Linked DNA regions of Mus musculus: all the other regions are linked to region 3. The links are chromatin contacts, called in public ChIA-PET, HiChIP or PLAC-seq and promoter capture Hi-C maps. All regions are on one chromosome and are shown on one strand. The core of a region is the stretch at or near the end of the contact, and the rest is flanking DNA. Distances in the headings are between cores, read along the strand shown. Region 1 holds the start of Lsp1 (lymphocyte specific 1). Region 2 holds the start of Cars (cysteinyl-tRNA synthetase). Region 3 holds the start of Tspan32 (tetraspanin 32). Region 4 holds the start of Ctsd (cathepsin D). Region 5 holds the start of Osbpl5 (oxysterol binding protein-like 5). Region 6 holds the start of B130016D09Rik (a long non-coding RNA gene). Region 7 holds the start of Tnfrsf23 (tumor necrosis factor receptor superfamily, member 23).

What was found. Promoter capture Hi-C pulls out the DNA fragments that hold promoters and counts their contacts. ChIA-PET counts read pairs in DNA pulled down with a chosen protein or histone mark. HiChIP or PLAC-seq counts read pairs in DNA pulled down with a chosen protein or histone mark.
Region 1: a contact with region 3 is called in a promoter capture Hi-C map of pre-B cells, with 4 times the contacts expected there. The contact joins the promoter of Lsp1 here to the promoter of Tspan32 in region 3. A contact is called at or near these places in 2 of 39 promoter capture datasets (the C10 cell line and pre-B cells) and 2 of 115 datasets of contacts at active chromatin or transcription factors (memory CD8 T cells and pancreatic cancer cells).
Region 2: an RNA polymerase II ChIA-PET map of memory CD8 T cells shows a contact between it and region 3, with 19 read pairs. The contact joins the promoter of Cars here to the promoter of Tspan32 in region 3. A contact is called at or near these places in 1 of 39 promoter capture datasets (pre-B cells), 3 of 484 Hi-C or Micro-C datasets (CD4 T cells, effector CD8 T cells and embryonic stem cells), 2 of 115 datasets of contacts at active chromatin or transcription factors (the 230-238 cell line and memory CD8 T cells) and 3 of 9 other capture datasets (adipose tissue, liver and pancreatic islet).
Region 4: a contact with region 3 is called in a promoter capture Hi-C map of pre-B cells, with 3 times the contacts expected there. The contact joins the promoter of Ctsd here to the promoter of Tspan32 in region 3. A contact is called at or near these places in 2 of 39 promoter capture datasets (the 3T3-L1 cell line and pre-B cells) and 1 of 484 Hi-C or Micro-C datasets (the G1E-ER4 cell line).
Region 5: a contact with region 3 is called in an H3K27ac HiChIP or PLAC-seq map of acute myeloid leukemia, with 4 times the contacts expected there. The contact joins the promoter of Osbpl5 here to the promoter of Tspan32 in region 3. A contact is called at or near these places in 1 of 39 promoter capture datasets (frontonasal cranial neural crest), 2 of 484 Hi-C or Micro-C datasets (CD4 T cells and regulatory T cells) and 2 of 115 datasets of contacts at active chromatin or transcription factors (acute myeloid leukemia and double positive thymocytes).
Region 6: a contact with region 3 is called in a promoter capture Hi-C map of liver, with 3 times the contacts expected there. The contact joins the promoter of B130016D09Rik here to the promoter of Tspan32 in region 3. A contact is called at or near these places in 1 of 39 promoter capture datasets (liver) and 1 of 115 datasets of contacts at active chromatin or transcription factors (memory CD8 T cells).
Region 7: a contact with region 3 is called in an RNA polymerase II ChIA-PET map of memory CD8 T cells, with 23 read pairs. The contact joins the promoter of Tnfrsf23 here to the promoter of Tspan32 in region 3. A contact is called at or near these places in 1 of 39 promoter capture datasets (hippocampal neurons) and 2 of 115 datasets of contacts at active chromatin or transcription factors (double positive thymocytes and memory CD8 T cells).

What each region holds. Positions count from the first base shown.
Region 1 is chr7:142,459,294-142,462,159 of GRCm38.p6, forward strand. It overlaps Lsp1 (lymphocyte specific 1), which reads left to right and starts at 1,519. Exons shown (of 11, transcript NM_001136071.2): 1 at 1,519-1,673. The coding sequence starts at 1,606.
Region 2 is chr7:143,598,748-143,601,447 of GRCm38.p6, forward strand. It overlaps Cars (cysteinyl-tRNA synthetase), which reads right to left and starts at 1,343. Exons shown (of 23, transcript NM_013742.5): 1 at 1,235-1,343. The coding sequence starts at 1,259. It overlaps Gm15579 (a long non-coding RNA gene), which reads left to right and starts at 1,357. Exons shown (of 2, transcript XR_870064.3): 1 at 1,357-1,466; 2 at 1,876-2,111.
Region 3 is chr7:143,004,261-143,007,056 of GRCm38.p6, forward strand. It overlaps Tspan32 (tetraspanin 32), which reads left to right and starts at 1,399. Exons shown (of 8, transcript NM_020286.3): 1 at 1,399-1,758; 2 at 2,648-2,745. The coding sequence starts at 1,659.
Region 4 is chr7:142,386,429-142,389,128 of GRCm38.p6, forward strand. Ctsd (cathepsin D) reads right to left here and starts at 1,399. Exons shown (of 9, transcript NM_009983.3): 1 at 1,309-1,399. The coding sequence starts at 1,376.
Region 5 is chr7:143,738,822-143,741,611 of GRCm38.p6, forward strand. Osbpl5 (oxysterol binding protein-like 5) reads right to left here and starts at 1,539. Exons shown (of 22, transcript NM_001199227.1): 1 at 1,449-1,539.
Region 6 is chr7:142,282,189-142,284,965 of GRCm38.p6, forward strand. It overlaps B130016D09Rik (a long non-coding RNA gene), which reads left to right and starts at 1,275. Exons shown (of 1, transcript XR_003946899.1): 1 at 1,275-2,777. It overlaps Gm45889 (a long non-coding RNA gene), which reads left to right and starts at 1,026. Exons shown (of 2, transcript XR_870059.2): 1 at 1,026-1,278.
Region 7 is chr7:143,684,436-143,687,135 of GRCm38.p6, forward strand. It overlaps Tnfrsf23 (tumor necrosis factor receptor superfamily, member 23), which reads right to left and starts at 1,440. Exons shown (of 6, transcript NM_024290.4): 1 at 1,347-1,440. The coding sequence starts at 1,421.

The DNA of each region.
Region 1 (2,866 bases), core at 269-2,768, 540 kb before region 3:
TCCATCTGAAAGATGTTAGCTGCTGGATTTGAGGTCCTGAAAACTATGAAACCAATCCAGTCTGTAGGTAGCCAATGGTCTCCACCTCTCCATCCCCCAGCCCTAAGGACAAACAGGCCACAGAAAGTTCATAGATTAGTGGCTGGAATGCACCGATAAGGTGCCTGGATGGCGAGGCCCTGTGACAGACATAGGAACCAGTGAAAACCTCTTAAGAGGTGTCAGGACAGAAGTGGCATAACTCTGTCACCTGCCAAATGCATTCCCAGCCACTTATCAACAGAGCACTTAGGAGGGTCCCAAGGAAGCAAAGTGCAAAAGGAGAGAGAGAGGAGGCTGAAGAAAAAGCAGGCAGGTGTCCTGCCCAGTCTGCTGAACAATACTCACTCTTCCTGTTGCCCCCTCCTCAGGACTGGGATAGAGTAAGCAAGGCTTTGCCTCCACTGGACCATGTGGATAAGAAAGGGCTCCCTGCAGTCAGGCAGGCTTGCAAACACAGGTCTACCTCTAGATGATACTCTACAGCTTCTACTAAGTTTCCCAACACCCTAAGGCTCTCTTGCCTTTCTGCACTTCTCCTGTAAGACCTCATAGTGAGATTTCCGAGGTCACTCATTGCCCAGTGCTGGGAAATAGGGCACTGGCTCCTTTCTTTCTATCTCTTGGGTCAGCAAGCTTCAAAGAGAGAGTCTCTACCATGTTGTGGCTGCCTCAACTTGGCCCAGTGACACTTTAGCCCAAGTCCCGGGACTTTGGGATCTGGCTATCACATTCCCCATCATTCCTTTATAGTCCCTTTGGTTCCCTCCCAAAAGCCTCAGTCCTTCCTCTGGTGCTGCCTCTCAGGAGAACCCATGACCCACCCCAGCATAGCTGGGAACATCAACCGACTCTTCGACTGGTTCCAAATGCCCAGAGCACAGAGGCAGGATTAGAGAGAGCTGATGGAGCAGGGAGACAAGAGCGTCCAGCAGCTAGGAATGGAGACAGATAGAGACAAGCTCTAGAACCACAGACTAGGGGAGCACCACATGTGGGACCCTGGACATGGCTGGGGAGCAAAGGCTAACTAAGAGTGTCCAAGGCCATGACCTTGAAGCATCAAGAACTAGTTCCACCATGTTCATTGAGCACACTTGGAAGCACAGAAGATTTCCATGCAAAGCAATTGAAAGCAGTCCACGGACACTAAAGGGACCATGAATTCTGGACATTGTGGGAGACATAGCTACTCTCAGGTCTATGGACCAGAGTTGCAAGGAGTAGCCTTACTCACCTCTACCCTCAGCCCTTTTCTGTCATTCCAGGAGGCTATAGCTTGCTTGCTCAACACTTCCTGATGAGTGGTTTGGGTTTAGTTGGTTTTTGGTTTTTTGTTTTTTTGTTTTGTTTTGTTTTGTTTTAACTCTTCTTCTGTTGCAGCAACATAGGAAAAAAAAAAAAAAAACCCAAGCCCCATAGGTTTCAAACCTCAACCTGCTACAGGAAGGAGGAAGTGAAACCTGGGGCGGGAAGGGTGGGGGGCTGAGGCTCTAGGCCACCGCCCATCTACAGAGAAACACCAGGAGCCATAACAAGTGCACCCACACCGAAGACACCAGGCCCATGGCGGAGGCTGCCATCGATCCCAGATGCGAGGAACAGGAAGAGCTCCATGCAGAAGACAGCGAAGGGTGAGTTCCACTATGGGCAGTTTGCTTTGTGCCAAGTGCTGAGTAGGCAGAATCTCAGATAGGACTTAGATAGCCTTCAGAAACCCTCTCTTACCAGAGAGGTGTGTATCTCCTCTATCTCCCTCTGCAGCTTGGCCTAACTGGGAAAGGCTATCTTCCTGGCTAGGGTTCATAGCCAGAATAGAGAAGATGGATGCTTGGTGTGGAAGGGACTGGGAGTGGCTGGATATGGCCTGAACAGCAGGAGAGAGCAGTAGCTGTGTTGGGAGAAACTAGGCCTAGGAATCCTGACCTCATGCACCTATAGGCTTGTCTGAGGGGTCTGGCCTGCCTTAAGATACTGAGAGGTGACCAGGCCTCAGGGGTTCCCAAAGCTGCTATGTGAGGATAGAGAAGGTCAATGGTGTCTTATGGACCAGGCACTGTTGTTAAGTACAGTGGGTATGGGAATGAACATTGGCAAAGGTAAAGGGGGCCACTGCCCTGCAACAGACAGGGCTGGGCAGAGGCCTTTAGGCTGTCAGCTGCTTAAGGGCATCTGCAATTTAAAGGGATGTGAAGGGTGTTCCCTGTCTTTCCTGTGTTGGGTCATAAGGTGGGGGTGGGGGTAATGAGAAGGGAAGCTGTTAGTGGGTAGACATGGAGACCAAGCCAGGCCATTGGTGCCTGCCCTGCCCTGTCCCAGGAACAGGTCTCAGAAGAGGGTGTCAGGTCTTGGGGACAGGTCAGAGGCTAGCAGCCTCATGGGAGCAGGATGTGGGGGCTGCGGTCCAGGTGTGTAAGAGGAAGGGGAAGAAAGAGGTAAAACATAAAATTGCTACCGGAGCTGCCAGGCTGCCAGGGAGAGTGTGACTCTTAGGGTTCAGCCACAGGCTCAAGGAGATAAGGCCCACCTTAGCAGGGGTTGCAGGGTCTCTGCAGTTCGCAAGCCGGACGCCAGATCTTGGGCAGGAACAGCAATTCCTCAATCCTTATCAATGATAATGGGAAGAAACCTCACTTTGAGGGGTGCATGTTGGGGGGTCTCCACACTATTGCTTTGCATTTGGACCCTGGTTAGAAAGTTGTCCAAGGAACCCTCAGGCTAGGAAAGGAGTCTGAGGCTAAGCAGAGACTGGCCTGGTCTGGGTCAGCACCCTTGTGCCAGCCTTGGGATTCCAGGGCCATGTTGTTCCCAGAAAGGCTCTATGAAG
Region 2 (2,700 bases), core at 93-2,592, 590 kb after region 3:
CTTCTCACCTTCCAGGATATGGGCCAAGGCCTTTGCTCTTTCTAGAACCCACTTGCTAAAAAGATGAGAAAAGACACTGCTCTTCAGCGATCTGCCAAGGCCCAGGTCTACCCTGGGGTGACGTAAGTGACTGCTTTCTGAGGGAATCTCCCAATTGGCAATAAAGTAGATTGCCAATGATGCTCTGACAGTGATGCTCTGACTGGACAGGTCTCTGTGGTGACTGCTGACCACACTGGAGATTAAAGCCTTCATAAATCCCCAAGCTCTTTCATGTATGCGTACACGGAGTCCCTGCTTCCTCTGCCCTACTTCCCTAAGTACCAACCTCATGTGCCCTTCCGCCCACCTGCTTGGGCAGAAGACCAAAACAATCTTTGGGCCTTTGCCTTACCCCCAAAGTCCAGCCAGGGCAGGAGGGGGAGTGGTGAGGTCTCATCCAGGTACCAACTAGAGTCAGGCTATTTGAAACAGGACCATCTCTCCTATTGCTGAGTATCCAAGGAAACTTTAGCCTTAACCCAATCAAAAAATTGAAGCTGAGGAAGGGAGGCACTTACAAGACAGGAGTCAGGTCCCACCAAGGAGTACTCTAGCTTCAGGGAGTCATGGCAGCCACCCCCAGGTCCTGGCCTGCCACTGTCCATTGAGACGCTGGCCATCCCCAGAGCTTTGGTTTTGCACTGCCCACTTGGGCCACGGCTGTCCCCACAGGCTTACCGGAGAACGTTTTATCCCAGAGCCCTGGACTGGATACTACTCACCTGAGGATCCATCTCTGCCCACTCCAGTCACTGCCTAATCCAGATCTCTAGCTTGTCACTGCCCACCTGGGCATGCACTGTTCCTAGAGCCCTGACCTAGCCACTGCCCAACCCAATAGCCTCCACTCTAGAGCCCTGGCTGGTCACTTCCCGCCCAGGGATCCTCTGCCGAACAGCCTTTGCCTGCCACTGCCCATTTAAGCCTTTACTATCTTCGGATCACTGGTCTGGGCACTGCCCACTTAGTCCATGGTTGTCCCCACAGACCCGACCTGAGCACTGAGTCCCTGGGTCTTGCTGCCCCCAACCCCTGGCTCGCTTGGCATTACCCACTCGTTCCACCGCTGTCGCCACAGCACTGGCCTGGGCACTGCCTCCTTGGACCATGCTGCCCACACAGCCCCAGCCCGGTACTGCCTACTCGGGCCATGCTTGTACCCAGAGCTCCACAGTCATCCCGCAAACCTCACCCTGCTCCGCGGAGGAACCTGCCATCACTGGGAATCAAGACCCGCGGCCGCCGCCACAGACGCCTTCCAGAATCTGATGCAACCGCGGCGCCGGAAGTCCCGCCCCACCAGTCGTCTTCCGGGCATGTCCAGTAGCTAGGCAACTGCAAACTGACGCCGACGTGGGGCATGATGGGAGAATACTATGGTTTACGCTGGCGCGGAACTTAATAGACACCAAAGGGCTAAGACAGTGAGAAGCGCAAACCCGGGCTGCTGAAGAGGGCTGGGAGGGGCGGGACGAAATGGGGGAGTGGGAGGGGCGAGGAGCTGGGTAGAGGGGCGGGGCAAAACGAGTAGAGATTAAAGAGATGCAAGGGAAAGGGTGGGGCAAGGGACTCAGCGACTGGAGGAGAGGGGCGAGGAAGACGCCTTTTTCTGAGACACTCTCCAAAAGGCCACACAAGCCTGGAAACAGGTGGTTCCTGTTACACTCTCTCCTGAATCCTTTTATTTCCTGTGTGTTCCTTAATTCCTGATGTCGCCTCCCAAGACACACCATCAGAGGGAGGTTTATGAGAAGAAATGGAAAGTATTATTTTAGAAACATAGCCAGGTATATAGCGAGACCCTGTCTCACAATTTTTTTTTTTTTTTAAAAGCTCCGTTTTGAGGTTGGAAGATGGTTCGGTGGTCAAGAGCACGGCTGCTCTTCTGGAGGACACCGGTTTGATTTCTAGCACTCACAACTGCTCACAACCGGTTGTAACTTCAGTTCCATGGGATCCTAACCCTCTTTTGATCCTTGTGGGCTTTGCATGCCTGTGGTGAAAAAGACATGTGTTGTGTGTGTGTGCAGGGAAATAAATAAATACAATTATATATTCTGGTATATATATATTCTGGCAACCATGGTCTTAATTCCTGGAAACTCAGGAGGGAGAAGCAGGCAGTTCTCAGTGAGTTCCAAGTCAGCCATGGCTCCATAAGAGACTCTGTCTCAACATAAATAAATAATTAATTAAAAAATAATTGATACTTGGTAATATGTATTGTTTGGTTATGTACCCTTGGGACAAGGGACTGAGGTGCAAATTTTATATTTCAAAGCAAACCTGGCCTCCAGGTTCTCTCAGCATCCCTCAGTCCCTACCTGGCATACCCTTGCTGTAACCCTGAACTTTCCAGCCCAGGGGCTGGACTGCCCTTCCCCCAGAGGCTCTTCCCTATATAAACCAGATGTTTTGGTCTTCCTCATCGCTCCTCCTGTCTTCTCTATGTTCACACCCTTTCTCTTTCTCTCTCCTCCCCCACCATGGTGACTTCCTTGGCCTCAGTCCTTGGGGCCAGTGAACTTTCGCCTGAGAGCAGCTTCCTAATAAACCTGCCTATATGTACTCTAATCAGGCTTGAATTGGTTCATTTCATGGGCAGCAGAGAAATAATGTATCACATAGGTCTTAGTTAGGGTCTTACTGCTGTGAAGA
Region 3 (2,796 bases), core at 149-2,648:
CTGCAAACACTTCAACTGAGCCCTGTCCCCAGCCTGTGTATTTTGAGGTGGGGGTCTCACTGAGTGTGTTAGGTTAGCCTCTGACTTGCTAATACCTTCCTGCCTCAGCCTCCCAGGTGCTGGCTGTGGGAAGCATGCTCTGCTTTTGTTTTTCAATCAAATATGGCTAGTTCACCGAAGGTCAATACAAACAGACTTCCTCCATCTTGAAACGCCTATGCCTGTTTGCCCAACCCCTGGACATTTCCTGAGATTTGACTCTATCACACCCTTCCCCTCTGTGCCAGTTATGAATTGGTTAATGCCATCAGGTCGGTCATGAGACACATTTGCCACTTGCAGAAGTCCTGTTTGGGGATTAGTCCCAGGAGGACTTTGGGACATGAGGTCTAACCAAACACTAAAGGTTTTTACGTAGCTGGACAGTTACAGGTTAGTACACCCTTACAACCAATGCCATGCCTTATAACCATAGGTCCTTCTCTTTCTGCTCCCCTCAAGACTCCACCCCTCCCCATGCTGCAGTGTAGCCCAGCCTACCCAAAGGGAGGCCTCATGCCTACAAAAATCCAGTTATCTTGGGCCAGGCCAGAGCAACAGCTGGTATAGAAACTGCCCCCCTTCCGGCCTGCCCTTCTTCCTTCCCCCAACACAGCCACTAGGTTACAAGGGTTGCTGACAGATAGGAGGACACAATGATACCTACTGTGTCTGCTGTGGTCTGAGGTCCCCACCCACTGGGGAACCACAGAAGGGAGGAGAGTAAAGAGGAAGGGAGGAGAGGGGAGGTGAAGGGAGGGGAGAAGAGAGGAGAGGAGACGAGGGCAGAGAGGAGAGGAGCTGAGCACCATGGGGCACTGGAATCGAATCAAGATTGCCAAATGCCAGATACTGATCACCAACTTCCTAGTCTTGGTAACATGCATGTGGGGCAGGAGTGGATGGGTGGGCAGGCAGGAGAGGAAATAGTTCACCATGCCCGGGCTTCCAGCACTGTGGTCTTCCCTCCTGCCACACCACAGTCCCTCAGACTGGTTCTGGGTCCCTGGTGGCCACCTTTAGAGGACTGTGAACATCTGTACCTGATGTCCTTGTAGGCAAGGGTCAGTGAAGAGCCTGGGAAAACCTAGGTTGGCTGGTGACTTAAGAGTGTGCAAGGACTACCCGGAAGGGGTGCTGCTTGGGACCCAGAGACTGGGACTGCCAGGTCAGGGACTGCAGACGAGTCTCTGCAGACAGTTTGATATGAGCTCCTGGGTCTTCAGATGGGAGGACACAGCGATACCTACTGTGTCTGCTGTGGTCTGAGGTCCCCACTCACTGGTGAACCACAGAAGGGAGGAGAGTAAAGAGGAAGGGAGGAGAGAGGAAGTGAAGGGAGGGGAGAGGAGAGGAGAGGAGAGGAGCTGAGCACCATGGGGCACTGGCTAGTGTGTTTTCTACTTATCTCTGTGTGTAGTACACTATCTGTGAGTGCCTGCCCACAGAAATATGTAGGCCTCCTGTAGCTGCCTTGTTCCTGTGCACCAAGGAAGCTGGAGGGAGCCAGGCTGGGGGCCTAAGAAGCCCAGACCCTATATTCTGTCAGGGTGAGGGGCCTCTGCAACTCCCCAGCGCTGACAGTGAGCCCACTTCACCCTCAGCTGCTGGGCCTCTCTATGGCCACCATGGTGGTTGTCATTCACTTTGGAGACCACTTTACTGTGATTGGCCATGCATCGTTGGAGAGGAACCCCTATGAAACACTGCGCTATTGGGGTAAGTGAGACCAGAAATGGCTGTGGAGTGGAAGTGAGAGGGCTCCAGGGCCAAACACATCTGGGAGGAACAGACCTTACTCCCCAGCCCTAGGCTGCCCAGAGGAGCTGGCTTTGGCCAAAAACCAGAGGTCAGGAGTAGGGAGAGGCAGCCCCAGTGTCTGGGTTGGACTAACAAAGGTGGGGAGGTTTAGGCGACAGCAGGCACTCCTGCCTTGATTCGCCTGCCCCATAGCAGTGGTGAAGCTGTGGCAGGGCCCAGATCTATGTGTTCAGGGCAGGGATCTCCTGGGGCCCACTCAGGTGGGCCTGTGGGGCTTGGCAGGGAATACCATATACAGAGGGCAGAAAATGTGCAGCTAGGACCCAACCTGCCAGGGTGCCTCACTTCCACAAGAACAAGGCCACTTTAATAAGAGGAATGCAAGGAATCTAGGAAGGTCACCACCCAGTAGGAAAAAGTGGAAAACTGAGGCCCCTGAATGGGGGATGGGTAGCCCCAGTCCCTGCCTTCCAAGGCACTAGGCCTCCCTTAGGCAGGAAGCCTGGGGCCTGGGCCTGCACTGATAAGGTACAGCCTACACTGTCACCTGTCACTAGAGTATGGGGATGTCCTTAAAGATAGTCTGTGAGGCAGGGAGGACAGGAGGAATGGGGGAAAGAGTACTGTCTCTTAGCTACCTTCTCTTCCCCCTTCCTTCTCAGCCTCAGGAGGACAGGCTATTGGGCTATGGACATTCCTTCTTTTGAGCCAGAGATATGTGCCTTTTGGGACCTCCCCGAAGGTCAGTTCTAGCTCTGTGACTCCCAAAGTAGATAGATTTCAGATCCAACCTCTATGCCCAGTCCCCAGGCTAGATTCCATACCCTCTGTCTTTCTCTTCCCACAGCCTTCTATGTGGGGATCAGCCTAGCGGGGCTCCTGAGCCTGGGAGCTGCTCTGAGCACCATAGCCACTGTGAGGGAGGCCCATGGCCTCATGGCTGCGGTAAGTTCCATGTGCTGCCAGACGACCCCGGCTCCCAGACCTCAGACGGGG
Region 4 (2,700 bases), core at 149-2,648, 620 kb before region 3:
GGCCCTTATATGCTCCCTGCAGCCCTGATGCAGACAACTAAATAGGGGACGCCACCATTAGATAGCAGAGGGAGAGGGGTCCCTGCCCTGCCCTCCAGGTCACCTCTCCACCACCACCCCACCCCCCACCCCCAGTTTGCTCCTGTTCCCAAGGAGAGCTGATCTGTAATCACTTGTTGAAACTTCTCTGCCCAGGGATTTGTAGCCAAGGTCACAGCTGACCTTTCCTGGCATGCACAGTGCATGCTCTGAGAGACATAGGAGTCTTGCCTAAGAGTAGTGGGCTGGAAGAGGCAGGCTTCTGGCCTGGGGCTTAGGGGAGGCACACACCCTGCAAAGGTCAGGAAACATGCCAACAAGCCTAAGAGTGTGGCTTTGTTTCTGGTGCCTAGTCTCAGGGATCCTGGAGTCCACAACACCTCTTCCCAGAGAAGAGAAGCCTGAGGGCAGGGCAGGCAAGCCCAGGGCAGGATCAAGCCTAGGCCACTCCCTACAATGGCTCCACTGAGGCTACCCACCCACAGCTTGCAGCCTACAGACTGGGCTCCTTCCCACCCAACCCTGGTGCCCAGCCGGCAGAGCCAGCTCTACTCCCGCAGCCTACGGCCTCAGCCACCTGCCACGACCAGGGACTCACAGAGTGGGAAAACACACGGGCTACCACCAAGACCTCATCTAGCACAAAGGCCAAGTCCACGGGCCTGAGAAGGGCCTGGTCCCCAGTGGGGTAGACCTCAGCTCCAAGGTATTTGAACTGGGCCACTCCATACCTTCTCTCTCTGGGACTTGTGCAACTCAGGAGGGAGGAGGAGAGATTCACCACCCAGGACAGGGGGGATCATCTTTGAGTAAACTTCTAGGGCTATGCACCAGTGCACAGCTGTCAAACAGGGTCCCTTAAAAGGAAAGGCCTGAGGAAGTTCAGGGGGGCAAGGGCCTACTAGGTTTTCCAACTTCCACAGCTGGGTTCAACAGAATCCTATCCATGGGGCAGCACTTCTCCTCAGAAGCGGCCGCCCCGCTACACACACACACACACACACACACACACACACACACACACACACAGAGGCGAGGTTGGAGTCAGACCCACTTGTGGCCACCCTACTGTACCCTCCTGTTCGACCATAGGAGTCATAGGAGTGGAGAGGGGCCCAGGAGACCCCTGCCTTTTGAGTGTCTCGCCCCATAGTCTGTGGGACCCTGAGGAAGGCTGCGCTGGGTGCACAGGTGCATTCCAGCACGGCCGGAGCACGCGGCACTCCAGGTGACGAGCCCCGCATCTCCGGACCCAGAGCGGGTCCTCACCTGATAATCGCGAAGGAGGACGAAGCCAGGAGGCCGAGAATGAGCAGCAAGACGCCGGGAGTCTTCATGGTCGCGGCGGCCCGAAGAGAGCAAAGCTTAAAGCCAGAGGTCGCCGGCTTATAGGCAGGATGACGCCGCAGTCCCGCGGAGTCAGCTGACCCGCTTGTTTGGCCCTCAACGGGTCACGTGAGACGCGGGCGAGGGGCGGGGCGACCCGAACCCGCCTCCAACACTGCCCGGGCGCAGGCGTGCCCTACTCCAGGCCTACGCACGGCTCTCGGGAACGCGCCCGCCCACTTTCCTGGGACCGGAGAATGACTGGATACAGGTCACGTGGGGGAAGGAAGACCAGGCAGGCCCGGAAGCATCCAGAGGGGCGGATCCTGCCCTCAGCTCCGCCCCTCCCTTAATCTGTCTTTTTTGCATAATTGGGGTGCCCACTACCAGGATGTGGTCTTTGTCTGATTGGGCCCTGACCCTCTCCTGGATGCCAGCTTAAACCTAAGCCTTTTCTCTTTCAGCTCTGTTCCTCCTTGAGAATTTCCCTGGAGCCTCTCTGGACTCTTGGACCAGCAAACTTCACCCTCTTCAAAGCTCCACTACCTACTCATCTCCCCAGAGCAACACCCTTTTTATTTAAGCTGGAACACCTAACATGCACATTCCATAATGTAGCAATGTTGATTGCAGGCCTAGTCCTGGACTATGCATCTATTGATACAAGGGGTAGGGTGTACAGTGAGATGAGACCAGGGTTGCAATCGCCACTTGGGTCTTAACTACTTCACTCTTTAATGCCCTGCTTGGTGTCAGCAAATGAATTGGGTGCTGTTTGAGAGAGGCAGAGTCCAGCTCTCCATCATGGAGAGCTGAGCCCAGAAAGGCATTTAAGGGGAATGTCCTCTCTGAGAGGTGGTGTCCATACAAGGACAGGAACGCAGAGGAGCCTTGCCAGGGTCTGATCCCGGGAGCGCTTTTGGACATGTTCTACCTGTATTGAGGAGGTGGATGCCTCTAAGTCCACTCTACACATGGACACATGAGCTGTTCTGGTTCCCCAGGTTCAAAGCTACAATTCCCATCAAGTTACATCAAGTTGGGCACTTGACCTCTGCCAAGGCTCTCCACTCAGGGTCAGTGTTAATAGCTACACGTGGGTCACCACAGCCTGGATCCTGCCTCCACAGTCAGCACTCCACACATTGCTTAAAGCTTGGGTGTGAGGGCGAGAGCTGCCCTAAGATCTTGGAATCTGACCCTCTACTCCTTTGAATCTAAGACTATTCTTTGGTAGCCCAAGAGACAGGGTCTGGCCCTGGAGTTGCCATTTGCTTCCTAGAGTTGCTATCTAGAGATGATTGCTGGACCATGGGTGGGCAATGGGAAAGGTCC
Region 5 (2,790 bases), core at 289-2,788, 730 kb after region 3:
TCTCTAAACACCGCCTGGCGAAAGCAAACCAGACAGAGGCAAACACTTGGTTCCTTGGCACCCAGGCCTTGTGTTTGTTAAAAGGCTCCACTCCGCTGCCCCATACACGTGCAGGCAGACAATAGATCTGCAGTCAGGAGCCTGAAAGGGACAGCCAGATGTCACCACTTGCCACCCAGATCACCCTGATTTGTCTGACACCTGCAAAGCTCTCTGCGCTCCTCTGGAACCCCACCAAGTTCGAAATCTCAGCAAGCACCCCCACCTCCATCCATGCTGCTGCTTGAGCAAAGATATTGGGGCAGAAATGTAGTAAGGAAAGTCAGCCACTTGGCTGTTATCGCAAGGGAGAGGGGGAAATGACAGACAGACGGACGGACAGGCAGACGGATGATGGGGACATGGAAAACAAACTCAAAAGTGCAATATCCACCCCATCCAAGGGTCTTTCCCACTTCTCTAGGCCCTGACACCACCACTTCTGCTCCTGTGACCAGACAGAGGTGTGTAGCAGAGGCTGGAGCCAAAGGTTGATACATATAGGAACCTTTAAGTACAGACAAGTGGGTGACAAGTCCCAGGGAGAAACAGAGAGCAAAAGACAAGAAATTCAAATCAGTGGTTCTAGTAAGCCAAGCCCAGCCTGGCTCAGGTTGGGTGAGGGGTGAAAAAGCCCCCCTTGGCCCTAATTGGGGGTGTCTACCCACAACCCCAGGAGCCACTCACAACTGGGATCAGGGACTTGGACCTAAAAAGCCAGGATATCTGAAGTGGGAGGCAAAGCCAGCTGGACCTGTGGCTGGGAGGGGCTCAAGTCCTACCCACCCCAGTCGTAGAAATCCGCAAGTGCAGCTCAAGTCATCTGGACAATGCCAAGCTCCCTCCCTTTCTCTCAGGGCCAAGTCCTATGAGAGGCCATGGGTGGACAGAGTCCAAGGGCAAGATGGGTCAGCAGTCACTTGCTCTGCGGACCCTGACGAACCATCCTGAGAATCAAGCCAGGGAACTGAGATCTCAGACCCAAGATCTTACAGGACCTCTTAGACACCCCTTCCCTGCTATTGCTGGGCTGGGGTACAGACCCCTCCATATCCTGGGTCGGAGGCTGCCAGACCCTCCCACCCATTCGCCTAGTCCTGACTCCTTTTAGCCTCACCAAGTGGGAAACGGGGCTGGACATGCCGCACCCACACGCGGGCCCCACCCGCCACCCAGAAGTCCCCAGGCATTTGGACTCCCCAGCCAGGCGCTGTTTCCCATACAAGCTGCTGTTTGGGTCTACTCGGATCTATGCAGGGGCTCCCCCAGACCAGCCCCTGAGGGCTCCCCGACCCCCACGCCGGCTCTGTGGCCCTGAAGCCTCTCAGGCCCGCTGAATCCCCTCCTGGCCTTTCTCGGCCTTCCACCAGCCCCATCCTTCCCGGTCCTCCCAGCAGCGGAGCTCCTACCGTGCTGGTTGTACTCAGTGCTGGGGCCGGGCCGGGCCGCCTGGGCCCGCGAGGGGCTCAGCTGTCGCTGAGCAGCAGGAAATACCAGAGGGCTGATCCAGGCGAGGCGGAGCGAGGGAGCGGAGGGCGGAGGAGGGAGGAGAGCGCGGCAGACGCAAAACCCCGGGTGGACCAAGGGCGGATCGGCTGCTGGGGAGGCACGCTGGGGACCCAGTCCTTGCCCGGAGCCTGAGCCTCCTCCCCGGTGCAGGCTGGGGGGCATAGGAATCCTTAAGTATAGACAAGTCGGTGGCACCTGCGCGCCAGGGCTGGGGACACCGCCCCACAAATAGCCAAAGGAGGGGAGGGTGGCGGTAAGCAGCGCTAATCTTGGGAGGGGTCTTCTATTTGAGAAGCATACCTGGGTGCGGTGCCCTTCCCCTTCCAGAACATAAGACCTCTCTCTCCCAAAACCAAACCCCACTGTCCTTGTCCTACACAGGGGCTCAAGGGGACCCCTTGGTCACCATCCATGATTCCCACTACACTTCTTTCAGGATGCCTTGGCTGAGACTCTGACTCTTGGGGCTGGAGAGATGACTCAGGTTAAGAGCATATGCTGATCTTCCAGAAGATCACAGGTCCATTCTCCGCACCCAGGTCAAGCTGCTCACAGCCACCTGTAACTCCAGTTCCAGGTGATCTGACAACCTCTCTTAGCACCTACACCCATGTGACATCACACACACACAAATAGAAATAATAATACTTTTTAAACTAATTATCCTGATAACCAAGACCTCCTATGTGTCTACCACCCTTTACCACTCTCCAAGAACTTTCTAGACTCCTCAATCCTCTTGTATTTAGAAGACACTTTTCTAATTTGATACCACCCATATATAGAGGCTGATCTTAGAGTTCTCCAGCTGAGACCCTCAGCATGAGGTTCTTTGGGGTGTGTGTGTATGTGTAAGGGTCCTTCCTGTAGAGTTCCCAAGAGCCACCCAAGCAGGAAGTTTAGCCTGCCTCCTCCAGCCGCTGGAATCAGGTAGGACACAGAAAGGTATAGAGGCTTTCCCAGCAGAACCTTCTACCCCAGGAATACCGGTGTGAGTGTGGGCAGAGCCCCAGCTGATTCCCACATTGTTAGTAGGTGCTGGACAGCAGAAGTGCTTCCAGGCTATGGGAAACCACTGCTGCTAAAAGCCACTGGGTAGGGCTGTGGCGTGCAAACCTGGAATAGACAACTTCCAGTCTCTGTAGACCCCTTGTCCACTCAGCCTTAGCCATGCCTCCCCTGTTAGACAGAGGCTAGGGGTTCCACCTGGTGGGCAAGTACCAGCATCTTGTGCACAGGTAA
Region 6 (2,777 bases), core at 25-2,524, 720 kb before region 3:
CCTGGGGCAGTATTACTTTGCCTGACAAAGTTTCTCATCTTCCCAGTCAACCAGTATTAGCTATTTTGACTCTACAGGGTACAGCAGAGAAATAAATTGAGTTTTTTGAGAGCATCAGCCTTTCTTGGCCATTGGTGAGCTTAGCTGGGAAGTTCATATGAGGAAGAAGGACCCTTCCTTCATAAGAGAGTCCTTGGGGCTCAGAGCAGCAAAGGTGACATGGAGTAATTTACAACTTTGCAAATCTGGTCCTCAGCACCCTGTGGCACCCTGAATGAATGCAGAGCACATCTTAACAATCCTCCTGCAGGGGACATCACTCCCTCCCCTTCCTTTTTAGCTGAGTAATCAGGAGGGCACAGTCTTACCCAGCAGCTGGTCTCATCTTTCTGCTGCTCTGCTTTGTCTTTTGGTGAACACATTCGTATGTGGGTTCATCTCTTTATTTCCTATCCTGCTTATTTTTGACCTTATTATGTACTCAATCTTGCAGGGCAAGCTTGATTTTTAGTGTGTACTATAAACACCTAATTTGGTTGCATGTTAGTGAGAGACTTGGGTGTAGGATGACTAGCAGGGGTCCTGTTTTATTTTGTTTTGTTTATTTGTATGAGGACATAGATGGGCACCCTAAATGTTGGAGACCATACCATAAGAAAGTAGGCCTTTCAAAGTTTTCCACCCTAACAAGCCAAATGGCCTTGTGCTAAGGAGCTGGTCTTCACCCCCTCCTCCCTGTTTCCTTCCTGGCACCTGAGGCTGTAAAAAGCTGAATTATAGTCCCCTCTTCCTTATCTCTTCCTGACTCCCAAGACTTCAAAGGACATGAGTTACAAGCTGAGCCCAGCCTGACACCCAAGGCTGTTAAGGAGGATTCTACATTCCAGAGATAAGAGTGCCTGGCCGCCTGCAGTTTGAATTAGGCCTTCATGTCCCCAGATGCCCACTTCTTTGTTCTTAGTTGATCCCCCTCAACCCCTCCCTATTCCCCTTAAAACCTGGCATTTCAGCCTAATAAACTGAGACCTTGATAGGAACCCTTCTTTGTCTCTGCGTCTCCTTCCTTTCCTCGCATTTCTCTTCAGGTTTGTGGTCCCCCTTGCACCCAGGAAGAACTGGGTCCTGCTGGGTGGGACAAGTGGCGCCTAACTGAGGTTCGGAGCGTTTTGCCTTAGGTGGAGATTACGGAGTTTGACTCCCCCAGAGAAGTTCGTAGGGACCCCAAGAAAAAAGAAGTGAAGGACTGCTTCAGCAGCTCACCGGAGAGAGAAATCCTTGGTAAGTGATTCATCTCCACTGAGAAATGGGAACTAAGCTTTCTAAAGAGGCAGCCTTTATAAAAGGCTTAAAGGTGGCTCTCAGGGAAAGAGGAGTTAGAGTTAAAAAGAAAGATTTGATAAACTTTTTTATTTTCATAGACCAGGCAGGTCCATGGTTTATTATAGATGGCGCAGAGATACATTGTAAGAAATGGATAAGAGTAGGAAGAGAATTAAGTGAAATTTTGGCAAAGCAGGACCCCGATGCTATTCCTGCAAATATATTTACTTATTGGAGTCTAATCCGTGATTTAATACAAAGTGCAGTTGATGATCCAGAGAAACAGCAGCCTTTGTCAGTGGCAGAATATTGCCTCTGTCCCCTGTCTCTGGAAGCTTCAGAGAGCTCCCTCCCTACTAAAAAGCCTCCAATAGCTGCAGACAGGCCCGAAGTCCTGCAGACTGCTCTCTACCCCCATATCCCGGTAAGCGCATTGCCTGCTGACCCGCCACTGATCAATCTAGAATTTAAAAAATCTTTGGCTGAAAGCCCTTTAATTTCTGGGGACACAGACACTTTAGAGGAAGAGATAGTCCGTCCCCGTAAGCCCGAGCGATTGCCGGGCGCTTCAGCTCCTCCCTGCAATGCCTCGTCCTACCTGCCACCAATCTGCGCTCCCGAGCCGTGGCCCCAGGCGCTGCCGGTCCCTACTCTCATTGATGCTAAAGACAAGCTCGCGTCTCAGGTAGCAGGATTACAAGAAGTTTTAGAGCTCCAGCAACAGTACGCCCGCCTTTCCACAGAGCTCGCTTCACTCCAAAATTCTTTAAAAGAGACTATCCTTGCCCCTCCCCCAGCCTCAGCCTCGGGCGGCGTAAAAAAGAAAGCTCCGCGAGCGGTAAAAACTAAAACATTGGCTTCCCCCGTAATTACTCGCTCCACGAGAGCTGCTAGCTACGACCCGCCCACTTCTACGGCGGAGACACAGCCCCCAGCCACCCGTGCCGAATCTGCTTCTGCAGAAATTGGGCCTTTAGAAAGGCCCCAGGCCGACCTCTCCTCGGACACTAACAGCGAGGGCGGAGAAGATTATGAGTGTGAAAACGAAGTAGAACGTGAGCCAGAGGAACAAATTTCTGCTCCTGTCCAACAAACAGAATTCCGCAGACTACGTTTTAAGCTCTTAAAAGAGCTTAACTCTGCGGTTAGAACTTATGGCCCATCTGCCCCCTACACGCTTTCGCTCCTAGAAGCTCTTCCGGGAGGCGAACATATGCTCCCTAGTGAGTGGATCAAAGTAATCCAAACTGTGTTAACACGCGGGCAATTTCTCTCATGGAAAGCCGATTTCCTCGATCGGTGCCAGACAATTGCAGTGGCTAATCAGAAAAATCCTCGGGCGCCATCTGCTGGCTGGACCTTTGAAAAGCTTTCTGGTCAAGGTAAATACGCGACAGAAGCCAGGCAAAAACACTTCTCTGTGGGTCTTTTGGCTCAGACTGCTAATGCAGCCCTGG
Region 7 (2,700 bases), core at 190-2,689, 680 kb after region 3:
CTTCTTTTTGTGGCATTATTTGAGACGATCACCATTTTTTCTTTACAACAACCTTAAAACAACAACAAAAACAAAAACAGCCTAATATTGTCTAGATTGTTTCTGGGGATTTCTGGACGACAAAATGCACCACTTTTCAGGCGGTGCCTGGGCAGGCATGGAGCCCCAGAGCCCTAATAGGGATGGGAAGAGATTTCAGGGTCAAGGGCCATCCCATGTGAAACCTGCCTGTGAAATATGTTCGAAGTCCCTCAAAGTGCTGGGAACTTTGAAGTCACCTCTGAGTTGCATATCCTCTGGCCCCTTGCCCAGGAGATTCCCAGGGAAGCTGGATGCCCTCTAGGTCCATTTCTGTGAAAGCTGCTCACCAGCAGCTAGCAAAGAATTACTATTAACCAGCTCCTAGATGGTTTAAAGAAATGCTGATTACATGTAAGTGGTCTCTGACTGCTCAGATACTATCTTAGAACAATCTAAGGGTTATTTTGTTGTTGTTGTTGTTGTTATAACTAAAGATCTGAATGTGTTAGAAAATGGATATCCTTACAGGTTATAAAACATAAACCTTTTTCTGCCTATTTTTGGGTTTGAAGACTCTTATGAGAGAAAATTGACATAAAATTAAGTTGGCTGTAACTAAAATGTCATTTACAGGATTGTCTAGGTTTTTTGTTTGGTTGTTTGGTTGGTTTTGGTTTTTTTTTTTATTTGTTTGGTTTTTTTGGGTTTTTTTTTTCCGTTAGTTTGTTTTGGTTTTCAGCCTTTCTGTGTGTAGTTCTGGCTGTTCTGAGACTCCTTATGTAGATCAGGCTGCCCACTAACTTAGGTTTAACTGCAGTTTAAGATTAAAGAGACAAGAAGCGATCTCGGGACGAACTTAGCAGAGACCCGAAAGGCCCAGGAAAGGCATAGCCAGGCCTTCCACACAGATCCTTTTGTAGTAGTTAGTACTACACCCCAAGACGAGCCGGGCCGGACCCACCCAAGGCGCACAGTCGCGCGGGCCACTGCAGTCCGCAATGGCACTTTCCCGAGTCACCTTCGGAAGGACCGCTTTCAGATGAGAAAGCGAGGAGAGGCGTGTCCGTCTTGTCCGGGAGCTCAGGGACCAACCGGACACACTTTCTCTGGCTACCCGCTTGGCCATTCCCCTGCCTCTGCTTCACCTCCACAATTCCCCAACTCTGGACCACTTAACTCTGGACGAAGTTCTGAGGAGTTGGTTGGCGGTGCCAAGGCTGACCCTGGCGGAAGAGCCAATTCACCGCCCGCAGTAGCTTTCCTCTGCAGCCCGGGGATCCGGTGCCCAGCGCGAATCTCAGCTCCGCAGGGCCATATCTACTCACCGGCAAGAACAGATTCAGCAGCAGCAGCAAGAGGAACCAGTGACTCAGACTGGAGACGTGGCTGAAGGTAACCATGGCTGTGAGCTAGCATGGTGTCACTCAGCTGGAGGAGCTCTATTTCAAGCTGGTGGCCACGCCTCTTGTCAGCGGATTGGTTTCTGTATGGTTGCCTAATCTCGTGGGCGGGTCCAGCGCCACCACTCTTGCCTTCCCACCACCATCAGTGCTCAGTAATATCTAGTTTTCTATAAATACAGTAATTTTAAATGCCTGTGACGTTATTAACAGAATCATATTTGTTATAAGCAGCAAGCTAAAGTCGAATTCTCTGCCTTCGTTTGTTTTCCATTACAGTATACTGCTCTTTATTATAAGTTAATTAAAAATTTTCCTGGACCTGAGTGGAGGGAGAGGCATGAACTAGAGCTGGAATCGTTATAAAAGTCAGACTGCAGCAGACTGTAAACCTTCTCAAAAGCAACAAACAAAAAGAGGAAGATAAGCTACAACACACACTGTCTTAGCTCAACATGGGGAAGTTTGAAGTAACTCTATCCCTGTAGCTTTCCTGTGAGTGTTCACTGGTCAATGGTCTGGAGCAGCAGCTGAAGGCTTCACTGTCAGAGTCTGAGGGGCTGTGTGGGACTCGCTGACTCTGAGGACCTCAAAATATCCAGGACTCGTAGGCACTCTTCCAGTGCTGGGGTTGGGGGGGGTGTGTCGGGGGAGGAGGGCTGTATGAACATCCCTGGACTGTGAGTCCCTCACCTCTTCTTCCTTTCACTGTGTTTAGCTCCACTGTGTGTGCCAATCCAAGCTCATGGGACACAGGACATTTAAGCCAAGTCTACTAGTCTAACACAGGAAGTAGAATGCTTATTTCTCTAGGGAACTTGGGTTGGTTCATCTGTTCCACCCGCCCCCTCCAGGTATTCGAAAAAGTGGCCCACTACCAGCCCCATCCATCTCCCTTCCAAATGCCACTTCCTCTTTAAAATGAGGGAGGACTCAGAGACCTGGATTTCAATGGCTGCCCCAAAGAAGAGGAGCCTGGCTCCAGGCACCTGGTACTCTTTAATTCATCTCTTGCCTCTCTCCCTAGGGCCAGGGAGTGGAGCCTGTGCCCATCTGCCCTCACCTAGGCTGGGGAGTGGGAGGGGCCAATTCCTTGGCCAGCCTGATGCTCTTCTATTTCTTGTCTTCCCTCAGGCTGGTGTCTGCTCAGGAGTAAACCAAATCAAAACACAAACAAGTGTTTAGAAAGTTTGGTTAGTTCAACACGCTGAACTGTCCCTCACCCTTGGGAAGCAGAGGGAAAGTAGAGGAAGGGAAGAGGAGAGGACTGTGCACTTGT